7 separate regions of the Mus musculus genome follow, and regions 2, 3, 4, 5, 6 and 7 are each linked to region 1. Evidence: chromatin contacts called from public HiChIP or PLAC-seq and promoter capture Hi-C data. All regions are on one chromosome and are shown on one strand. Each heading gives the region's core, a stretch centred on a gene start, on an enhancer-like site or on the middle of the called end of the contact. The rest is flanking DNA. Distances are from core to core; before and after follow the strand shown. Region 1 holds the start of Prrc2a (proline-rich coiled-coil 2A). Region 2 holds the start of Dhx16 (DEAH (Asp-Glu-Ala-His) box polypeptide 16). Region 3 holds the start of Psmb8 (proteasome (prosome, macropain) subunit, beta type 8 (large multifunctional peptidase 7)). Region 4 holds the start of Nrm (nurim (nuclear envelope membrane protein)). Region 5 holds the start of Gnl1 (guanine nucleotide binding protein-like 1). Region 6 holds the start of Ppp1r10 (protein phosphatase 1, regulatory subunit 10). Region 7 holds the start of H2-Eb2 (histocompatibility 2, class II antigen E beta2).

Region 1 (3,029 bases), core at 214-2,713:
AAACTGTTACTGATGACCACTGGAGAGATGGCTCAGCACTTGCTGTTCTTTCAGAGGACCTGGATTCGATCCCCAACACCTACATCTGGGAACTCACAATCACCAGTAATTCCAGTTCAAAGAGATCTGAACTCCTCTTGGTACAGGAACCAAGAACCCAGGTGGCACCAGGAACCCACTTGGTACATATGCATATATGTAGATATGCATACAAATAAAATAAAAACAAATAAATGTTTCTAGAGTTAGGAAAATGGCTCAGCGGATGAAATGCTTGCTAACAAGCATGAGGACCTAAGTTTGGACCTCCTGTACTCATGTCCAGGCTGGGCAGATCACTCCTGTCTGTAACTTCAGCACCGGGATGCAGAGATAGAAAGATCTCAAGCTCTTTGGCCAGTCCATATGGAATCTGAGCTCAGCCATCCAAGTATCAAGATTCACTGAAAGATGAAAAGAATGTCTCAAAAAATAAAGTGTTTGCGCGAGCCCTCTGGACGTCAACCTCTGGTTTGTAAAGGCCAGTGAGCACCCACCAATATACATAAAAATTCACAGGAAAATGTTGAGTAAGTGTAAGTGTGGTGAGAGGCAAAGATTTCTACAGTCAAGTACTAAGAAACAAAGAGGGGAAGTAGTACGACCTTTAAAGCTGAAACTCATTGTTGAAGGAACATTAATTATAAAAACAGTTTTTAAAACTATTGAGCATAAAAATTAAATGTCAAATATCCGCCGTAGTTAGTCGCTGCTAAAATTTGGAAGAGTAGGTCATTCCTTGCCTTTGTTCAAATTGTTTGCATATATTATGCAAATACCCAGAACCATTCGAAGAACGCCTACTCGAAGAAAGTCAATGATACACTCCTCTGGACCCTTTGATTGGCTTGCCTATCCACTTCATTTGCATGACGTGATTTGATAACTGGAAAGCCCCGCCTCCCTGACGCGTTTACCTCTCACGAATGGACACCAGACCTGAAATTCTTCCAGGGTCTATGTAACTCCGCCCTCGACTAACTAATCCCTTCCATTCGTCGCAGTTCTTTCCGTCTTCTCCGCTGAGAGTGACCGGGGCCTAGCATCCCTTCCCTGCGTGTCTCTCGGCTCCCAGCCGTCCGCGGACCAACTACGCATGCGCATCCTTTTTCTCCCACCATCCGTCGTGTAAATTCTGCGCCCCAACGGCCTCGCATTCCGCCCGGTCTACGCGTCTCAACTGCCGACGCCAAGACGTCTCCCTAGCCAACCGGCGTCCTAGCGTCTGTAAGTCCCTCCCCTTTATGCAAATATCCTCCACACACTGCCTTTATTTTTTTAAAGTAGGGACAGCCCTGAAGAGCGGAGGGGTCGGAGAGTAAGGGCTCCGCCCCCTATGCAAATAAGGGGGCGTGCCCAGCCGCGGAGGGAGGCGGGAGGTGGGGGGTGTTCCCGGGGGCGGCGGTTGCCCGGATGGGCCGTTAGTCGGAGCCCAGCCGCGGAGTGAGCGAGGGAGACGGGAGGAGCCGAGCGCGGCGCCATCCGCCGCCATCCGCCCCCGCCCCGCCGCCATCCGCCCCGGGAAGCCTTTGAGCCCGGGTCCCGGACCCCCACGCACCCGGCTAGGTGAGTCTGGGCGAGCTGGGCGCTGACGCCCTTTCCGGCGCGGGGCGGCGGCAGCGGCGGCGGCGGGCCGGGGGAGAAGCTGCCATCAGCCGCCGCCATCTTGTCCTCCTGCCGCCGGCCTGCCCCTCCCCCTCGGCCTGCGCCGGCCGCTCCCAGGCCGCTGTGGAGGGCTGGGGGCGGCCGCGGCCCAGCAGCCTGCTCCTCAGGGCACGACCGCGCTCCAGGCCGCGGTTCCTGCTCGCGTCGCGCCCTCGGCCCCTCGGCCGGCCCGGGGCCCCTCCGCCGCCTGTAGACCTACCCTTTGAGGGGCTCTTGGTGTTTCTGGAGCCCTTGCTGCCACCCGGCGCTATGGCTCCCGGTCTTTCTTGGTCTTTGCGTCGAGTCACTCTGGTTCTGGAGCCCCGCTTTCGGCCAGCATCTTCGCCTTTCTGCGTCCCCCAAGCCTCTGCGTTCCCTTTTCCCCCCATGGCCCTATCTCCTCCTCTTCCCTCTTTTCTTCTGAGCTCCCCTGACACTGCCCCTTGTCAGCCTTCCTCAGCCGTTCCTGCTTCCCTCCCTGCTTTCTGCTTGATTCTCTCTTTAGCAGTTGAAATCTGTCTGCTCTACGGTTTTTCTGCTTTCTCCCCCTTTCATGGTAGATTTCAGATTGCCTTCCTTAAGTGCCTAGAGAGCAACCCCTGTCTTCTTTTCTCTGGCTTGTGGTAAAGTTAGTTCTCTCCCCGATTTTGGCTTTCATCCTAGGCCTGCATGCTTTCTTGCTATCTTCCATCTCTTTTTCACACTGTTCCCACCCACAAATGAATGCCCGGTCACTCGAGGATGGATTCAGATGTAGAGTTTTTCCTGCCTGAGGAGTAAGGGCTGTTAGGGGAACAAATGACTGCTTATGAAGAGACTGGATGAGGATAAAAATGGTAGTTGGTTCTGGGTTTGGCCTCTGCTGCCTGGCCCATGGTTACAGGGTGTTGTCGAGGTAGCTCCGTCATGCTGTGGTTTTCCTCAGTTTTACATGGGGTCCACTAGTTTTTTGTTTTTTTGTTTTTTTCTGCCAGCAGAATTGTTTCCAAGAGCCTGTGTGGGGGCTATGTAAGGAATAGATGGAATATTTTGCATCCAGGGGTTCTGTGGAGCCCCTGTTGTTTAGTAAGGCTTAGTCTGGCACCAGCTCCTGGTCTGAGAGCAAGCTCATAAAAATCCTTAAGCTCCCAGCATACCTTCCTTCAAACCTCCCAGATGGGACTTAAGGCTGCTGGGAATGAAACCTGGGACACAGGGCCCTGGGGCGTGATTAGGGAGCTGGTGTCTAATAGGTTGACAATCTGAAGTTCTTGTACTTGCTCGATAGAGTTGTGTACCTCATTCTGGTTTTCTCTGGGGCTTTGACTTGGTTGTTCAATTTAATCGTATGTCTCTGAAATTATTTT
Region 2 (3,302 bases), core at 519-3,018, 710 kb before region 1:
CCCTCTCCTTCCTTCTGACTTACCCTGCCTTCCTCTTCCCTGACTCGGAAACCTCTTCCTCCTCGTCCTCCTCGTCCTCCTGGTGTTTCTTCCTGAGGTGTTTCCGTCTCTTCCGCTTCTTCTGGAGGCTGCTCCCGTTACTACCCACTGCCTCCTCGCCGCTCTCGCTGTCTTCCAACAACTTATAAGAACGGTTTTTCTCTAGCAGGGCTCGGGCCTCTCGCTCAGCTGCCCGAGCTGGCTTTTCCACCACAGCCTTCCGTGGCACCTGCCGGTAGATATGACAGCTCCTGACCTCAGTACCCTCATTTGCCTACGAACCGGTTACTATATCTAAAGCCTGTCTCCATCTTTCTCTTCTTCGTGGTCTTGTTCTACGGTCATAGCTCAACAGGGCTCCGCAGCTTCTGAACGTCCTTCTAGGAATCCACTGAGCAAATGATTACTGAAAGCCATCCCGTGGTGGAGGCAAAGAACCAGCTCTCACAGGTTGTACGCTCACAGCCTCACACGGGCATATGCACGAACTAAAACTTCTTCCTAACTTTAATGACTTACTTTTATTTTTATGTGCACTGGTGTTCTGCCTGCAACGTGAGCTGTGTGTGAGGGTGCTGAATCTCATAGAACTGGAGTTACAGTTGTGAGTTGCCACGTGGGTTCTAGAAATTGAACCTGGTTCCTCTAGAGGAACAGCAAGTGGTCTTAATCCCTGAGCCATCTCTTCTTGCCCCACGATAGAATTTTTTTTTTAAAGTATTGGTTCTGAGCTTAAGTAGTTTATGTTCTAAAACCCATTTTCTTTTCATGATTTATTTTTCATTTATTTATGTGTATGGGGTACCTGGCAAAGGCCAGAAGCCCTCCGATCTCCTTGGAGCTGGAATTACAGATGGTTGTGTGCCACTAGGCCTGGTTGCTGAGAACTGAACTCAAGTCTTCCAGATGCACAAGGGGTCTTAACTGCTAAGCCATCCCTCCCCAGCCTCGATCCTATTTCCTAAATGCTAATTCTCCTAGCTCTGTTCTCAGTGACTCTTTCCCAGGGCTGGGGATTGAATCCAAGGCTTACTGTATGCTAGACAAACATTCTACCAACTGAGCTACATCCTTAGGCCTGGGGTATGTGCTGTAACTAACAATGGCTCTAGCTTAAACATGTATGTAGAGCCCCATCTCGAGTCTTCTCCACAGACCTGTATACACCCAACACCTAGCATGATATCTAGATAACAGAGGAAAAAAATTAAATGGTGGGCGGAACCAAGAATGAAAGGTCTCTCTGTCACCCCACTACCAGGGAGGCTCGCTGCAAGTTCTAAGCCAGCCTGTGTACTATATTGAAAGTTGCAGGCTATCACAGAATAGACAGCCACACTGCGTACGAGCCAATTCGGCTGTGAGTGGCCTGCCCCGGCGGCACACACCTTGCTCCAGAGCTTCAGGGCGAAGTCCCGCGCCGGCCCCCCGAGGTCCAGGGTGTCGGTGTCCCGCAGGCGCTGCACGAACTCCTCGGCGGAGGCGCAGCGCTGTGCGGTGCCGATCAGGAACTGCGCGACGTGCCGCTCGCTCAGCCCCAGCACCGAGTGCAGCTCCTCCTGCACCCACCGCTCCAGCCCCGCCGGCGTCGCCATGGCGACGCGTCCTGCTCCGGGCGCGCAACCGCGGAACGGCCAGGACTGCGGCGGGGACAGAGCCTGCGGTACTACCGCCTCGCTCCGGCTGCCGTAGAGACTCCAATTCCACAGACCGCGAAACCCGGAAAGAGTCGCGCTCTTCCGGCCAGGGATCGACGGTGGCTGGGCGGGTTCAAATCGCGCAGCCTCTTTCCCGACGCTAAGTGCAAGAGGCTTTCATGCACAGCCTCGTCCAAGCTCTCCGTCGCCCCCTAATGATCTGTGCGCGGGTGCAGTTCTCTATCAATACAAGCTGTCAGTGATGACTAACTAGTTCCCACAGCTGGGATAAATAAAAGACGTACAAATCAGGGTTAGGAAAACAAGATATATAACAAAGGGCTGGAGAGACGGCTCAGCGAAGTCGAGTTCGATTCGGTGCACCCACATCCCTCACCAACAACCACGTATATCTCCAGATCCAGGAGGATCTACCACCTCTGGTCTCTTCTGACACCTGCACTTGTGTGCACGTGCTCATACACAAACACACATACACCTAATTTTTTTAAAAATAAATTTTTTTTTTTTGGTTTTTCGAGACAGGGTTTCTCTGTCTTGGAACTCACTTTGTAGACCAGGCTGGCCTCGAACTCGGAAATCTGCCTGCCTCTGCCTCCCGAGTGCTGGGATTAAAGGCGTGCACCACCACGCCCGGCCTAACTTAAAATATTAAAAATTAAAACAACAAAAACTAAAGGTACATAATAAATACATTTAGGTGGGAGTTTGGGTATCATAAGATTTTAATATTTATTTATTTAATGTGCATGTGGGTTTGCCTGCATGAATTTATCTGCACAGTATGTGTGTGTGTGTGTGTGGTGTGTGTGTGTGTGTGTGTGTGTGTGCCCTTTTAGGTCAGAGATATTGTGTCTCTCTGAACTTGGAGTTACTGGTGGTTGGGACCTGCCTGATATAGGTGCTGGGAACCAAACACCAGTCTTCTGAGAGCAGCAAGTGCTCTTAACCACTGAATCATCTCTCCAGCCCCTCTATTGGGTGTGTGTGTGTGTGTGTGTGTGTGTGTGTGTGTGTGTGTGTAGGCATTTTACTTGCAAGTATGTATACCACTCAGAATCTGGAGGAGGGCATTGGATCTCCTGAAAATGTAGTTAGGGGTGTTTTTGAGACATCACGTGAGTGCTGGGAGTTAAACCTAAGTGTTCTTAATTGAGAAGCCAGCTCTCCAGTTCACCATTTAAAAAACAAAAACAAAAAACAAAAAAACACGGGACTCATGTACAATTAGCTGGCCTTGTATGTACTACATAGCTAAAGATAACTTTGAACTCTTATTTATTTATTTATTTACTTACGCACTTAATTACTTACATCCTCAAAGCTGCCCCCTCCTGGTCCCCCCTGAAAGAGTTTCTCCCCCTATTCCCCTTCTCCTCTGAGAGGGCACCTCCCCACCCCAGTATCCTCCCTACCCCCCACCCCCCACCCCCGCAACCTTGAACTCTTTTTGTTTGTTTGTTTTTTGTTTTGTTTTTTTGAGACAGGGTCTCTCTGTATAGCCCTGGCTGTCCTGGAACTCACTCTGTAGACCAGGCTGGCCTCGAATTCAGAAATCCTTCTGCCTCTGCCTCCCAAGCGCTGGGATTAAAGGTGAGCGACACC
Region 3 (2,868 bases), core at 318-2,817, 970 kb after region 1:
CCGATGGGGGTGTAAGTGACCTGGGACATGGTGGGGACGGGGGAGGGGCTGAACAAATGAGATGATAAAACCGGCCTACCTGCACTCCTTGGCCAACAGCCTCTCCCAGTACTGGCAGTCGGCTGCACAACCAGACATGGTGCCAAGCAGGTAAGGGTTAATCTCGATCACTTTGTTCATCCTTAAGGAGCCTGGAAGAGTTTTGAGATCAAAGAAATGAGCCCACAGCTCCCCACCCACCCCTCACCCCCCATCCCACCCCCACCCTCAGTGTGCTATAATGCCAGCTCTGTCTGAACTTCGGCCCAGGCCTTCTGCTCTACTGAGGGAACAGCTCCACGAGTCGGACCATTGGAGCACACATGGAGCACACATACTCACTAATGTAACTCCCTGCAGTGGCCCTGGAGTCCACAGCCACGATGACGCCATGCTGGAACTTGAAGGCGAGTGTGGTTGTGCCGTGGGCCATCTCAATTTGAACATTCCTTTCCTGGTCACCACCAAAGGACCTCAGGAATGCGGTGGGCTAAGAGATGCAAGAGGCAGAGGGGCACCTCAGTGCTAGGAGGCTCCTGGCAGGGTGGCAGAGTGAGGAGGGGTCTGCAGACTCTAGATGTCAGTAGCTCCGAAGAAAGAAAAGCAGGATTTAAGCCCACCAGCTTTCTGCTTTCCAGCACGTGGGAACAAAGGTCATGGTAGGCGACTTCAAGGTGTTTCCTAATCCGTGGCTCCTTTGGTTCTCGAAAGCACATTTTAATAACTTGCTCTCATTTTACAGTAGAGGGGCTTGAGACCTAGGCCATCTAATGTGTCGTAGGACACACAGGGTGGGTTGCTGAGACCAAGTAAGGCCACCAAAGTTCATAGGTCTTCCAAGACAACTGTACAGCCCCTGTAGTAGTTAGCAGTGAGTCTGTGGAAGGCATGGTGGTCTGTGCACTGTGTCTTGGGATTGGCACCAACCATCTTCTCAGTCTCGCTGTCTCAACTCCGTGCGTGACTCTCTCTCCTTCTGTCCCTCCCCCACCCCTTTCTCCCGCCTTCCCATGCCTTAATCTCCACGTTGGTTCTTCAGGGCTAGCCTCGATGCTGCTCTCCTGGACGGCCCCTCCTGGCGTCCTCACCTCCTCAGACCCAGGCAGACACTCCTTCCTCTGTGCCACCCACCACCACCCACCTCCTGCATCTCTCCAGAACGCCCTACAGTCCTCACCTGCATTCCCCGGGGAAGTGCGAGCTCCGGAGCTTGCGCGGAGAAACTGTAGTGTCCCGGGTCCGAGCGACCCCCGCTTCCCGCATCCAGGGCAGCCCACTCGGGCCGCTGCCCCCGAGCGGCACCGCACAGATCCAGTAACGCCATGACCACTTGGCCCCGAAGATCCGTCGACTCTGCGACAAGGAAGTGAAAGCGAAAGCCACAGTACCAAGGGGAGGGAACCAGTCCCCCACCCCCATCCCCTGCCCTTTCCGAGTAGAGCCCAGTTAATGGGTGTCTGAACTAAAACAATGTGTTGGGGACGAGTTTTCCTGCTGCCACATCAGTGAAACCAGCTAGAGAATGGGCTGTGGGGTGGAAGAAGAGGTGCGCCTTCGGAGGCCGCCTAGCAGTGGGGTGCGTGAAGACCCACAGGCGGGGGACGGGGGGGGGCATCTTCTGGGAACAGCGGAGGACTGAATAGGGTCCTATCTCCTAAAGAGGTTGTCTAGAACGTTGGAACCTGAGAGGAGTATTGAGCAGATCCACCTAGGCGTGCGTCCTGGGGATGGGGGCAGCACTCAAATAAATGAGCATCATTTTATAGAAACTGGAAAATGCGATAAATGGATGCACAGGGGTCTTTAGGTCCTGGGACAACCAGGAAAAAACGGAGAAAGACGAACCAAGGAGAGGACTCAGTCGGGCCTTTTCATGTGTCCCTCCTAGGGCCCCTCTTGGTTCAACAGTCTCACTACCCTGAGCCACCCACGAGGACGCGCCCTTGCCCGGGGCTGCTCACGTCGCGCAAGTCAGGGCTGCGCGCTCCTTCCTTGAATCCTCAACCCCACCTCTTCTTTGCAACCTTTATGGACATTATCTGCCCAGGAACTGCTGACGTCACACACCGGGCCCTCCCTGAATGGAAGAGATTTACTGGCTAATCCTATCCATTTCATTGAGATTATCCCGGCGTGTGCCGCTGAGGAGAAGATGAAAGAATCTGAACGGGCGGGCGAGGTTATCCAGTCTGATTTTCTGGGGTCCCCACCCGCGGCGCTACCGCGCTTCCTCCAGCCTCAGCGAGGAAGAGAAGGACTCCAAGATGCAGTTGCTGCTGCCTTGGGGTGCGGAGAGGGAGGGGCTGCCGCCCGGTCCAGCTCAGCACTAGGAGTCCGTGGGTGAGCAGTAAAGAGAAATGAGAGCCCCAGGAAATAAAAGCTGATGGACCCAGAAGTAAAACAGAATTCTGAAGAAGAACGGGACACTGTCCTGGGGGGGGGGGGGGGGCTGACTAACTCAGCTAGGACTTTGCGGGAGCTAAGAAACGGGAGAAGCCACAGTACAAAACACCAGTTTTATTACAAATATCAAACACCCATAGAACACCCAAATGCCAGCCTATGCCTTTGGTTAATTGCAAGCTGCTTGTCCTTTCTCTCTGTACACTTTGGGCGTTTCTTCTCATTCTATCACAACGCCACATAAACCAGGTTTGTGTGTGCATGCTGTGATACAAGCTCAGCACCGGGAGGGTGGAGACCGGAGATTTAGCAGCTCAGTGTTGGTGTGAGGTACCTGAAACCCCGTCTAATAGGGAGCGGGTCGGGGAAACACATTCGTGGTAAATTCCGGGTATCTCCTAGAGTTTACATTTTCTCATGTAACAA
Region 4 (2,987 bases), core at 214-2,713, 700 kb before region 1:
CAGGACAGCCAGGGCTACACAGAGAAACCATGTCTTGGAAAACCAAAAAAAAAAAAAAAGAGAGAGAGAGAGAGAGAGAGAAAGAGAGAGAGTGCATTGGCTAGGAGGCAGAGGCAGGTGGATTTTTAAATTCGAGGCCAGCCTGGTCTACAGTGAGTTCCAGGACAGCCAGGGCTATGCAGAGAAACCCTGTCTCCCCCCTCCCCCCTCAATAAGCACTGGCTGCTCTGGCTGCTCTTCCAGAGGTCCTGAGTTCAATTCCTAGCTACCACATGGTGGCTTACAACCATCTGTAATAGGATCTTATGCCCTCTTCTGGTGTGTCTGAAGACAGCTAAGGTTTACTCATATACATAAAATAAATAAATCTTAAGAAAGAAAGAAAGAAAGAAAGAAAGAAAGAAAGAAAGAAAGAAAGGCATGGTGGCCCACACCTTTAATCCCAGTACTCGGGAGGCAGAGGCAGGCGGATTTCTGAGTTTGAGGCCAGCCTGGTCTACAGAGTGAGTTCCAGGACAGCCAGAGCTATACAGAGAAACCCTGTCTCAAAACACCAAAATAAATAAATAAATCTTAAAAAAAAAAAAAAAAAAAGAATACATAGGCCTCTGAATTCCAAGCCAGCTGGGGATACATAGAAATACCCTGAAAAAAAAAACCCAAAAACAAACAAACAAACAACTCAAGGTTGTCCTTCAGCAGCCGTTTGCACTGCACACACAGGAGCACAAGCACACATTCCACAATTATATTCATTCACACACACACACACACACACACAAGCAAGCAAGGAGACTAGGGAAGTGGTCTTTGGTGTGGTTTTCTTGTTTGCTTTTCCAAGACAGGGTATCTCTACATACATAGTCCTCACTCAATAGATCAGGCCTTGAAATCAGTAATGATAGACCTTCAATCAAGAGATCCGTTTGCCTCTGCCCCCTCCAATAATAGGGTTAAAGGTGTGAGCTACCACATCTCGCTGTCTGGGGTTTTCTAGCAGCGTTTCCCCTTTTTTATCTTTCTCCTTCCCCTGGCTCTCCTCACAAAACCCCACCCCCACCCCGGGCCGTACTCTGTCAGTCTTCACTCGCAGCTTTCTGCACAAGACTAATCTTGGAGTTTCTGATTTAGCCTCCGCTCCCTTCCCAGCAGCGCCTCCCAGCTTTGGCGGTTTCCCTGTCATTTGTTTCCATGCCCCGCCCTCGCCACGCTGCTTCGGCTCCTCCTCTCCGCTTCAGCTCGCCCTGGATCCCTGCGGCTCACCGGGACCGCCAGACTCCGGGATCCCTCCAAGCAGCGGCCTCAGGGAGGTGAAACGCACGAATTCCACTCCGGTGCCAAAGGCCAGGATGAAGGAGGCGAGGGCCGCAGGAACCAGCAGCAGCGCCGGTGCCATGGCGAGCAGCGCGGAGCCTGAGGAGAAGGCGGGCTCAGGGTTCCCGCGACTGCTGGCCCTGCCCAGGTCCCGCCTCCTTGGGGGTGCTGGCGGCAAGGCGGGGACCGCGAGCGGCGCGTCACAGCGCGGAGTTGGAATCCCAGGCGTCGTCAGGGCAGCTGGTCTGCGGCTACCCTTGTGGGTCGAATCTCAGCGCTGTCAGTGTTCTCGAGGAAAGTGAAGACAGAGCCTCCCTTGCGTGGAAACATAAAGAACATCTTGTTTTTAAAGATAATCACTCCTTATTCTCCAGCCTCAATCCCTGATGTGCTGGGGTTACAAACGGCGCCACCCCGCCCAACATAGATTTTTGTATAGTGACCGTTTTAGAGCTGGGTGTGGTGGCTCGTGCCTGTAATTCCAGTACTCGGAAGGGTGAGGCAGGAGAATTTGAAGTTAGCTTGGACTGCATATGGAGACCGGTTCCGAAAAAGCCATTAAAAAAAAAAAGAGAGAGAGAGAGACAAGGTCGGGAGATGGTGGCATATGGATCTCCAAGTTCCAGGCCAGCCTGGCCTATATAGTCAGTTCTAGGATAGCCAAAGGCTACACAGAGAAACCCTGTCTCTAAAACCAAAGACCGAGTAATGAAAGGCTCAATCACCATAGCTATCCAAGTACAGGGTCCTCAGAAGACAAGAGCTGATTCTCTCAGATTACAGATAGAGCAAGGGCAGGGAGGCTGGTTGCTCCCAAGACGTCTGGACCAAGTTCTAATGCATTGTATAGCACTTTTCCTCCCCACCCTGATCTCTGCTTGGGAAATGTATTGAGTGGGCTCCATCTGTGAATGTTTTTGAAGAAGTTCTGTACTTACATTTATTTTGCCTTTATGTGTATTGATGTTTTGCTTGCAACTATGTGAGTGTCAGATCTTGGAGTAACAGTGGTGAGCTGCCATGTGGGTGCTGGTATTTGAACCCAGGTCCTCTGGAAGAGCCCAGTACCCTCAACCACTGAGCTCTCTCCAGCCCCCACTTGGACTGCTCAAAAAAAAAAAAATGTATATATATTTTTAATGGCAGAATCTAGCCAGGTGGTGGTACACGCCTTAATGGCAGAATCTTCATGTAGCGCAAGATGGCTTCGAACTTGCTGTTATGTAGCTGAGAATCATCTTGAGCAGATCCTCTTGCCTCTGCCTCCAAGTGCTGGGATTATGGCCTAGCATCACATCCTGGCTCCACTGATCTTCTAGACACTGTGAAGTGGTCCCAGAAGAGCTTATAGGTGGGAAACAAGCAGTTGACTATGTGTGGTTTCTCTTTAACCTGTTTCCTCCTTAAATCATAATGCAAGCTCTAGGGAGGCAAATGCCTAAGGCTCACTGTCCATCCAGCCCAGCCTAAGGGTGCCCCATGTCCCAGTGAGATTCCCTATCTCAAAGAAAAACAAAGTGGCCCGAGGAAAGACATCCAAGGCTGACTTCTGGCCTCCACAGGCATCAAATGAACAATGGTCTAGGACTACTGCTTAGCGGTGAAGCTTTTGAGCAGCATTTCAGGAAGCCTTAGATTCAACCCCCGGCACCACCAAAAAAGAAAAACCTTAA
Region 5 (2,978 bases), core at 23-2,522, 820 kb before region 1:
ATGGCATACACAAGTAGCCCCCACTCACCTGAGCCAGGCTGATACACTTCCCGGATATCCAACTCTAACACTTCAGCACTGACCGGCTGCAACACTTGCTCTCTGGCCGCTCTCTTTCTCCTCTCCACCTCCTCCCGGCTGTCCCGTTCAAAATGCAGCCGGTATCTAAGGGGAAAGGGACCACACATCTAGTGGAGTCCTGTGACAAACAATCTCCTCTTCTGACCACAAAACTGCAAAGGTTCCTCTCCTGGTTGTTCAAGTCTCCTCTAAACAAACTCTTGACAGTCCCCATTGGAAGGCAAGAAAGATTGTGGCCCATCCAGGGAGAACCACCTTCCTTGGCTTCCAGCCTCACTAGTTCCACTTTCAATCCTTCATCGGAAGCTTTTCCTAAGGGTGAGGGCGGGGAAACTGCGGCCAGCGCCCTTCTCCTTGGCTTACCGGTTGGGGTCGTAGCCTCTGGGCCCCAGGCCCTGGGAAGGTTGCTGGTTGAGCCTGCGGATATGATGGGTCACGGATTCCCCATCCGACGTGTCCGTCTGCTCCTCCCGCCGCTCCCGGCTACCGCTGCGGCTGTTGGAACTGGAGCGCAGCCCATCTTGGAGCCCTGAGGGGAGGGGCCGGTGACGCCGGTGTAGACCGGTTCTTAGGGGACCTAAAGCCCCCCGAGCCGGTAGGACAAGCTCTTCTTCAGCCGACCCAACTTCTCCAGAGGCTCCATCTTCCCAACCGCGCGCCCCAACCCCGTCCCGGATGGGCCTGGAGGTCGTCACAGCGCCCTGTGGCAGCAGCAGCAGAAGCAGAAGCAGAGTTTCCCATCCCCCACCCTCCACCCCTCCCCGTCCCGCCGCTGCGGGAAACCCCCACCGTGGCAGCCCACGCGGGATCGCGAGAGCCCACCCACCCACCCCCCGCCCGCGGTGCCGCGGCACAGCCCTCCTCCAGAGCTGCGCAGCGGCCCCGCCCCCTCCCTGACCTCGCTTCCGCTCCCGCTTGTCCTGCAGCTGCTTCTTCTTCTGCTTCACGCTGAAGGGCTTCTTCCTCGGCATGGCCCCGGAGCCCCGGCCCGCCCTCCGCCGAGCTCCCCGCCGCCGCAACTGACTCCCCGGGGCAGCCCCCGCCGGCGGCCCGGGGCCCTGGGGAGGCGGGGCCGCGGTGACGTCAGCAGCGAGCGGCGGGGAGCGGGGAGCGGGGCGGCGGGGATGCAAGCGGCGGCACGTGAGAGTCCGCGGGTCCGGGATGCACGGTGCGGCGAGCGGGAGACGCGCGTGGGAGGCCCGAGCCGACTCCGTCACGGGCGCTACCAAGTGGCAGTCGCGGGAGGGGGGACGCGTGTCACCGCCGCCCGGCGCTCCCGGGAGCTGCCACTCACCTGGCGGGGGCCGGGCGACGGGGCGAGGACACGCCCCACCGCGCGGCCGCCTGGAGAGGATGGCCCCTGGCGGGAGAGCCGGGACTGCGCTGGCTGCCCGGTGGACTGGCTGCCCCGTGGACTGGCCTGCGGCAACAGGACTCGGTAAGGAGATTGCGGAAGAGGCAGGTTCACTGGCCACACGTGCGAGCGCGGGTGAGGAGGAAAAGCGAGCGGGACAAGGACTTTTGGAGAGAGGTCAGAGAGCACGGAGTTGTGGCTGTAGTTGTTGCCATGGTAACTGGGGCCCGGATGTGGCGACCTTAGGATGCGACAGGCCTCTCGCGTGCCGCCAGAGTCCCGAAGCCTGTCCGGTGTCTCACTGGAATGGGGTGGTGCTTTCCCACGTGGAGAGGAACTGCACAAGGGGGAGCAAAGCTTCCCCACGCGCGCGGCGGGGTGAGCGAGGCACCTTGTAGGAGCGAACGGCCGCGGCACATCCACGACCTCCCGGAAGTGGCATGGTGGGCGCCTCGGTCACCCGGCCCATCGCCCACCCGGAAGCGGAAGGAAAGCTAGTGTGCCCCTTCCTCACTGCCCTCCAAATCTTGCTGCAGCCATTGCCGCAGCCGCTATGCCGAAACGAAAGAAGCAGGACCAGCCGCCGCCGCTGCCGCAGCAGCAGCAACATCTCGCACTGTCTGAGCGGGACGAGCCTGGAGATGAGGAGGATGAGCGCCCCATGGGTGAGGGGCAGGGCGTGCACACGCCTGTCAGCCGGCCAGGGGGCTAGGATAGAATGAAATGCGGGGGAGGAGGTGCCAACGGAAGGAGGAAGGGCGCACGCGTGGAGGTGGGGTGGGACGTGGTGGGGGAGGGATGCTGGTGGAACCTGGATTGAGGGCTTCGCTTGCTTGAACCCTCAACCTCAATCTGGCTCCTAATCCTTTCTGGAGAAGGCAGGGGAGGTGGCGGCTCGGCTAAACATCTGGCTTGCGCAACCGCAGAATGGCGGGGGGAGAGGGGTGGCAGCGATGTTACAGATTGTGATGATCGGGAAGACAATTTGTGACCACACTTCCACTGGTTAGGTCAACCTTCTGTGAACTACTCCCCCGAGGGAAGGAGAGGAGAAAAAAACTATGATGGGCCAACAGTTAAGGTGAGGGATTGGGGTACGTGGAATCACTGGCATGTTGTGGATGCAGCACTGTGAGGAAAGAGCTGTTAGAGACCTCTGTTACCCTCTGATGGACTCTCAAACAACTCTGCAGAGGGACGGGCAGATGGACGGGGTGAGAGTTTGCGGCACTGCTGAGTGGATATATGACTTACCTGGTTAAAAACTGAGTGTTATAAGACCACGTAAGGACGAGGTGATCAGTCCTTTGCACCGTTCTGATGGCTGTTTTCTCACGTCTGCTCTTAGGACCACCCAGCCTTCTGGGCCCTCCCCCCATGGCTAACGGGAAGCCTGGTGATCCCAAGTCAGGTGAGGAGAAATTGGGCCCTGATTCATGTTTTAAGCCCTGGAGAAGGGATGGACCCCTAAAGACTTAAACAAAAGCCCAGGGATTGTGTGTACCTAAATGAGGGATCATATATTAACCGTTTGGAAATACGG
Region 6 (3,352 bases), core at 190-2,689, 750 kb before region 1:
CAGGGAGGAAAAAAAAAATCTTTTAACGACACAATCTTCTAGAAAGATAGCATTCAAATGCACTAATGGCTTTTAAAATTATACTCCTGAGTTCCACATTTCCCAACCTTTCCACCCTCTTAGCTGTATCCACCACCCACTAAAAAAGTATCAAGTTAAAATGTTAATCACTTTTGCCTTTAAATAACCTATGCAAGCTGAAACAATCACAAGACATTCTTTACCTCCCCAAATGTTATTGTATGTACTTGTTACTATGATTTTTGCCCTAAATTTAAGTGTCTTGCAATCTTTATTCCTAGATTGCCACCTATTTTAACCACACAATATATCCCAAGCAAATTACATTAAAATAGAGAGGATTTAACAGTCACTTTAAAGACATAGCCAGCTAATATTTCTCTGCCCATCTCCTTACCCTGCAATCTTTATGTACAGATTGCTTATTAATCTGGCAAATTGAAAGGCGTTCTGCTTGTCTCACACACAAAGAAGTGGGACTTCTGGGCCACAAGATCCACCATCTTTTGTATGTGAGCTCATTAACCCTTTTGAAGACTGCTAACCAGAGGAAGGTAACCATTCCTCCTTATTATCGCAAAGGCTTATGCTCTGGCAGTCTGGAAATCTGCTGGATTATCAAGGGTTAACCGTCAAAATCCTCACTGGCTGGCCCTCCCTTCACCCTCTCCCTTGCCTGCTCCACAGCAGGGAAGAGGCAGGTGGTAGGGGAGAGAGAACAAAGACTGTTTAGACCCACAGGACCTTTAATGGAGATTTAAGAGACCCGATTGGTCCTTCTCTCCAGTACTCTACATTTGTTCTATGGTCTCATTTCTTCCTCTCATTATTTTTGGTTTCACAACGGGAAACGTTGATTTCTTGTTCAAGGCTGGTTTTTGAAAATTCGACACTTACTATCCAATTTTTTTGCGACGTCAGCACCTCGGGCTCAGGGGGGAGGGGTAAAATTTTGGAGGAAAAAAAATAAAGCAACCAACCAGGACCCAAACTCAGTTACTTGTGGGGCCTCATTGGATCAAAAAGTCTCTTTTAAAAAAAGTAAAGACCAACTCAGTTTTCATTTCCCCCCCGCCCAACTCCATTTAGGGAGAGGGGGTCGTTGAAAAAAAAAGTCTGAGTGGATTCCAAAACGGAAATGCTGGATGAGTGAGATTGGGTAGGTTTGGGCAGGGAAGGTGGTTGATTATTTTTGAAGTTATGTGGTGACGGTCCTTCGGCCACAGATCTCAAGTCCCAAGCAGCGTGGGCTGGTGGGGTGGGCAAGATAGGTGGGGAGGGGCAGAAGACACGAGTGGTTGGGCTGGTGGCTGATTTCCCTTTCCCCCCTCTCAGGATCCTTTCAAGGGTTTAGATGTTGCTGAGGCTTGTTTGTTTTCCTGATGGCCGGCCTGTCTTTCTCCGAGAAAATTCAACCTGGGGTAAAAGGAACACAAAAGGAGGAAGGTGTAATCAGTACGGGTCGCCTTTAAACGTTTCAAAGTTGTCGCAGGACGCAGCCGCATTAGGGAAAAACGTGGCTGCCCATTAAATCCGAAACCACCCCGTTCCCCCGGCCCGCTCTCGGCAAAACGTTACCCTCCAAAGCGACGGAGCACCCAAACTTACCTCTAAACGAACCCCAGAATGGCGGCCGCCCGCTCGGGCGGAGTCTTTTATACCCGGCCACCGCCCAACGCACCCTAACGTGATGGAGAACCGCCCTCGCCGGGACACATTGTGCGCGAGGCGAACTCTGATTGGCCAGCGTGCGAGCCGGGTCGCCCGCGGATTGGACGTCCCTCCTCCACCTTCCCGAAGCCCCCTTCCCTCGGTTCCCCTCTTCCGTCTCCTTGCTATCACCTCTACGCCAGCGCGTGATCGCCGCGTCCGGCACCTCCCTTTCCTCTGCCTCCACCACTTCCGCTCCGGCGACCCGGGGTCGCCCTCGGTTGGCCGAAACGGCCCGACGCATGCGCACTGGGAGCACCCTGGTTAAAATCGCAATCAAATCTGCTTTCATGTTAGACACTAACCATGGAATCTAGGATTCATCGTGACTGGTCCGGGAGAAATGCAATTTTGAAGGCTGGTTCGATTGTGACGCAGTTTAAATTCGCGTCTGTGGACCCCGCCCCTTGACGCTTCCGCCCTTAGACATGTGAGCAGCCGCCTTCCGCATTGCGGGGCGTGTCCTTGGCCCACCCTAGTGCGTGTCCCGAGCATGCGCAGTCGCTCTTCCGGCAGGCCGTACGTCCGGTGTGCGTCAAGATGGCTGCCCCCTTGCGGCACACGCTTCTAAAGCTGGTTCCTACACTCTTACGAAGTTCCTATGTAGCTCAGGTAAAACGTTGGAGGGGTTTTCTCTACCTCCCCGTGGTGTCTATACTTTCGATCTTCCTTCCATTAGGAGGAGTCAAGGGGCATGGGTTTTCCCACATGTCTACGTGTCAGCCCTGCACCAGCCTCCGTCCCCTACGGCGCGCGATTTCTAACTACCGAGCGTTCGGGTCAGAGCCAGGGTTACGGGTTATCATCGTCGTCTCCCGACTACCATTAGGCAAAAGAACTAAATGGTGGGGTTGCCCCTGTGGAAATGGGCAGTTTGTAACCAGGTCGTTGGTGCCTGAAGTGGCACCCAGGACGTGTTTGGTTTTTTTTTGTTGTTGTTGTTTTTTTTTTAGCAAAGGACCCTATTTTAAGGATTTTCCCCGGTGTTCGGGAGACAGCCCAGGTTGGTCTCATAGGTACTTTCTGAGCTTTCTACCTCTCCCTCCCAGATTATGGAATTAAAAGCAAGTACACTAGTCCTACTCCACCTCGTCACACGTCATTTCCCCATCAGAGCATGCTTGAGATCATTCTGCTCTCTGGATTGAGATTGCCCTTTAGCCTCAGGTACTCACCACCCTGGAGGTTCTCCGCAGGGCAGGGAGGAATAGGAAGGCTTGTCTCGACGCCACTCCCTAAAATGGGACTACAGAGTAGTGACAGAGGTTACCACCGAAGTAATAACAGGCTTGGTGGCTTTAAAGCTAGCGTTAGGACGCAAATTTGTTTTGCTCTGTGGAATGTTGACCTGCAGCATTTTAAGAAACTGATCAGCGCAGCGACTTTGGGGTTTTCTCATCTGTATGAATCATGCCCAGCTCTCCATTATTAATCTTTGTGTTTTCTTTTTATTTATTTATTTTTGGTATTTTGAGACGGGGTTTCTCTGTATAGCCCTGACTGTCCTGGAACTCACTTTGTAGACCAGGCTGGCCTTGAATTCAGAAATCCTCCTGCCTCTGCCTCTCTGCGGAGTGCTGGGACTAAAGGTGTGCGCCACCACGCCCAGCTTTCTTTTCTT
Region 7 (3,049 bases), core at 375-2,874, 840 kb after region 1:
CCCTGCACTTGTTCAATGCATTACTGGGAGCCTTTGCAAGGGTTATTAAACAATAAAAACATCAGTGCAAGTTAACTATTGTTAATATAAATATTGGCAGTGTATGAGTCCAGCAGTTGTATTTCTTTACATTATGGTAATCACCAAAAACTTCACAGAGAAACTAAGACTCATTTACAACTGCACCTCAATAGCTGAGCAGTTAAATGATCTGCCTTCACCTTCTATGCTAATCTGGCCAACATGCCATGTCTCATGCATATTATTATTGATATGGCTCATTTGGCTTCAGGGGTGTTTCCATGGTCTTTCTCCAAATCTCTTCCTCATGGCTCCAAATCCTTCCTCTGATTGGCAGATGTCCCACCCTATTCTCTCTTCTGCCCAGCCATTGCATGATCAGTATTTATTGACAAGGCATAAAAGAAACGATAAGAATTATTTACACAAACATGAGAGAGGAGGTTCTTGGTATGACCATTACATGGCCATGTCTGGATTGAAACAAGATATGAGGGCAAAATATCAGCACTTGAATTAGACAAGGATGACCTTTACACAGTGCATGGAAAGGGCAGAGAGATGTAGTGAGGACCAACAAGCCCACACAGATAATTGAGACGAGAAGGTGAGCAATGGAACCTTCAAAGCTTGGGGAAGTCGCACAACACCAGACACTTTATTTCCTGACTGTCTTCTAACCCCAGGAGACATTAGCAGCCTTCACGCTGTCTGGCCCCAACCCCCAGGCTCTGGGTACTCAGTTTGAACCACATGTAACTGTTGATTCTGACATATTTTCTATATGAAAATAGAACTTCACATCTGAAACCAGGTGGATCCTCTCCTTCACCCTCAGGCAGAAATGCAGTTGATGCTTGAGACACAGTGCACTGTTTCAGAAGAACTGTTAAGTTTCAGGTACCAAGAGTATATTATCTGTATTCCTTGTCTAGGAGGCAGATTCAAATATTAAGTCCCAGGGTCCGCTCTAGGGTGCCATCAACAGCAGAGAGAGAACCCTGACTACTTCCCCTGACAGCATCCCAGCACGGGGATGGAGGTTTCAAAAACTCTGGGATTCAGGGAGACGAGATCAGGCCACAGATCCCAGTAAGGGCACAGCACAGTCTTTAGGACAGGGCCCCCCAACTCCCCTTAATTGCTCATGAAATCTTCAGGGAAATTTTCCAACTTAACATTTCAGACAGGTGCTATACAGGTCCTTATTTAAGTGCCCTGTCGTTTTCATGTAGGAAATGTGATGTCAGTGTTGACCGGACACATGAGGAGGGAAGGAATATGACCCATGTGTCAATTCCATTCATGGGTCTCAAAAGAACATCTAAGACACTTTTATATGGAAATAATATGAGATTCGTATGATTAAGAGAGGTGATCAAAGAAAAACTGAGAAGTTTTTTTAAAACCAATTGTAGACAAAATGAAGCTAGCCCCTTTGTTCCCAACCCCTAGCAACTCAGAACATGAGAGGTGGTGCACTTACGTCGTGGGTCCCTGACTAAAATCACCGGAGGGGTCAGCATCATCAGACTCAGGATCACAGCTGCCACACAGAGGCCTCTGGGGAGCCACAGAGACACCATGCTTGAGGAGAGGAGAGGTTGGTTGCTAGAGAGGCAGGCCAACCTGGCTGACTGGCAAGGGTGAGAGACTCCACCCACTGGTGCTGGGTTGGGCACCTTCAGTGCTGAAGAACCAATCAGCAGCCAAGAGCACCAGCAGCATCAGTTGCTGGTCAGAGGCGCAGAGTGAAGGTCTTTCTGAAATTTCCAGTTTCCTTTGTTAAGCAGACAGACTGCTTCAGCTCAGAGCCTAGAAGCTTTGATCAGTGTGGCTCTGCAGCAGTTGCATGGACGCTGTACTGAGCCACCAACTCTGATTGATGGCAGCCTTGACACCATCAGTCTGCCTCAGGCTAACTGAACCTGTGAGAGTCCAGTCCCAGTTGGGGTTCCTCCTATGACTTCCCCATCTGCTGAGGGAAATCCTCTAACATTTACTTGCCTTCTGCTTTATCCTAAGAAAGGTCATAAGAACTCTTTGCTAATGTGTGCATATAAGGTTAGAACGAAGACAATCACTGAACATAAAGTGTGAATTACAGTATAAAATACAATCATAGTATTTGTGAAATGTGAACCGTGTGCTGCATGATGATTACACATTATGTTAAGTAACGGTGACGACCTAGATCAAGAATGTGCTTTGAGTGACAGTTCAGAATAGGAACTCCAAGATTAATCCACTGTTCTGATGGTCCCTCTTTATCTATCTTGGTAGTTCTTGAAGTAGGATTTGCCACCCTGCAATAAATGTCACTACAATTCATTGAGTGAGTTTTTAGGTGCCCAAATCTGTACTCAGAGCTATTCCTGGTGCTATCTCTTAAAACTTTTGTTAAAAAGAAAACTTCATAGAATACACTTTGATTATGTTTTCCCTCAGTTCCTCCCGCCATTCCTCATCACCCAACTTTATGATATCTCTCTCTCTCTCTCTCTCTCTCTCTCTCTCTCTCTCTCTCTCTCTCTCTCTCTCTCTCTCTCTCTTTCTCTCTCTTTCTCTCTCTCTCTCTCTCTTTCTCTCTCTTTCTCTCTCTCTCTCCCTCTCTCCTCCCATCTCTGTGTACCAAATAAATCAGAACAGAAAACAAGTATTACACATATACAACCCCCTATTAAATGAAAATAAGAATAAAATAAAATAAAAATAAAAATGAATGTTGAACATTTTAAACTGTTTCTCTGATATATTTCACCTTTGAAAACACTCTGCTGAGATCTATTTTGTTTTCTTATTTTCCTGATGTTTTGGCTTTACCTTTTTAGCTCTTCATATATATTAGATACCCTCTATCATACATATAATTTGTAAAAATATTTTCCAATTCTCTAGGCTGCCACTTTCCCCATATGGTAGTGTCCTTTGCAGTATAGAATATTTTCATTTTCTTTTTTTAAAGATCTATTTATTATTATATGTAAGTACACTATAGCTGTCTTTAGACACACCAGAAGAGGGTGTC

What was found. Promoter capture Hi-C pulls out the DNA fragments that hold promoters and counts their contacts. HiChIP or PLAC-seq counts read pairs in DNA pulled down with a chosen protein or histone mark.
Region 2: a promoter capture Hi-C map of hippocampal neurons shows a contact between it and region 1, with 4 times the contacts expected there. The contact joins the promoter of Dhx16 here to the promoter of Prrc2a in region 1. A contact is called at or near these places in 8 of 39 promoter capture datasets (the C10 cell line, cranial neural crest, embryonic stem cells and 4 more), 2 of 484 Hi-C or Micro-C datasets (cerebellum and ventral hippocampal neurons) and 1 of 115 datasets of contacts at active chromatin or transcription factors (astrocytes).
Region 3: an H3K4me3 HiChIP or PLAC-seq map of the SCID.adh cell line shows a contact between it and region 1, with 8 times the contacts expected there. The contact joins the promoter of Psmb8 here to the promoter of Prrc2a in region 1. A contact is called at or near these places in 2 of 39 promoter capture datasets (hippocampal neurons and stem cell-derived epiblast-like cells), 1 of 115 datasets of contacts at active chromatin or transcription factors (the SCID.adh cell line) and 1 of 9 other capture datasets (adipose tissue).
Region 4: a contact with region 1 is called in a promoter capture Hi-C map of the HPC-7 cell line, with 3 times the contacts expected there. The contact joins the promoter of Nrm here to the promoter of Prrc2a in region 1. A contact is called at or near these places in 16 of 39 promoter capture datasets (the 3T3-L1 cell line, the HPC-7 cell line, cranial neural crest and 9 more), 1 of 484 Hi-C or Micro-C datasets (embryonic stem cells) and 2 of 115 datasets of contacts at active chromatin or transcription factors (astrocytes and memory CD8 T cells).
Region 5: a contact with region 1 is called in a promoter capture Hi-C map of hippocampal neurons, with 3 times the contacts expected there. The contact joins the promoter of Gnl1 here to the promoter of Prrc2a in region 1. A contact is called at or near these places in 1 of 39 promoter capture datasets (hippocampal neurons) and 1 of 115 datasets of contacts at active chromatin or transcription factors (pancreatic cancer cells).
Region 6: a promoter capture Hi-C map of second pharyngeal arch cranial neural crest shows a contact between it and region 1. The contact joins the promoter of Ppp1r10 here to the promoter of Prrc2a in region 1. A contact is called at or near these places in 9 of 39 promoter capture datasets (the 3T3-L1 cell line, the HPC-7 cell line, cranial neural crest and 6 more) and 2 of 115 datasets of contacts at active chromatin or transcription factors (memory CD8 T cells and pancreatic cancer cells).
Region 7: a promoter capture Hi-C map of pre-B cells shows a contact between it and region 1, with 4 times the contacts expected there. The contact joins the promoter of H2-Eb2 here to the promoter of Prrc2a in region 1. A contact is called at or near these places in 3 of 39 promoter capture datasets (cranial neural crest, liver and pre-B cells).

The regions. Positions count from the first base shown.
Region 1 is chr17:35,163,311-35,166,339 of GRCm38.p6, reverse strand. It overlaps Prrc2a (proline-rich coiled-coil 2A), which reads left to right and starts at 1,463. Exons shown (of 31, transcript NM_020027.3): 1 at 1,463-1,605.
Region 2 is chr17:35,878,244-35,881,545 of GRCm38.p6, reverse strand. Dhx16 (DEAH (Asp-Glu-Ala-His) box polypeptide 16) reads right to left here and starts at 1,768. Exons shown (of 20, transcript NM_026987.2): 1 at 1,428-1,768; 2 at 24-268. The coding sequence starts at 1,634.
Region 3 is chr17:34,196,894-34,199,761 of GRCm38.p6, reverse strand. It overlaps Psmb8 (proteasome (prosome, macropain) subunit, beta type 8 (large multifunctional peptidase 7)), which reads right to left and starts at 1,567. Exons shown (of 6, transcript NM_010724.2): 1 at 1,217-1,567; 2 at 382-529; 3 at 80-191. The coding sequence starts at 1,363. Tap1 (transporter 1, ATP-binding cassette, sub-family B (MDR/TAP)) reads right to left here. Exons shown (of 11, transcript NM_013683.2): 11 at 2,537-2,868.
Region 4 is chr17:35,859,794-35,862,780 of GRCm38.p6, reverse strand. It overlaps Nrm (nurim (nuclear envelope membrane protein)), which reads right to left and starts at 1,463. Exons shown (of 4, transcript NM_134122.2): 1 at 1,264-1,463. The coding sequence starts at 1,396.
Region 5 is chr17:35,978,249-35,981,226 of GRCm38.p6, reverse strand. It overlaps Gnl1 (guanine nucleotide binding protein-like 1), which reads right to left and starts at 1,272. Exons shown (of 12, transcript NM_008136.2): 1 at 980-1,272; 2 at 445-610; 3 at 29-165. The coding sequence starts at 1,052. Prr3 (proline-rich polypeptide 3) reads left to right here and starts at 1,932. Exons shown (of 4, transcript NM_145487.4): 1 at 1,932-2,100; 2 at 2,784-2,846. The coding sequence starts at 1,989.
Region 6 is chr17:35,915,283-35,918,634 of GRCm38.p6, reverse strand. Ppp1r10 (protein phosphatase 1, regulatory subunit 10) reads right to left here and starts at 1,439. Exons shown (of 19, transcript NM_001163818.1): 1 at 919-1,439. It overlaps Mrps18b (mitochondrial ribosomal protein S18B), which reads left to right and starts at 2,195. Exons shown (of 7, transcript NM_025878.2): 1 at 2,195-2,343. The coding sequence starts at 2,272. Mir1894 (microRNA 1894) reads right to left here and starts at 746; the gene lies at 666-746.
Region 7 is chr17:34,324,250-34,327,298 of GRCm38.p6, reverse strand. H2-Eb2 (histocompatibility 2, class II antigen E beta2) reads right to left here and starts at 1,624. Exons shown (of 5, transcript NM_001033978.3): 1 at 1,508-1,624. The coding sequence starts at 1,607.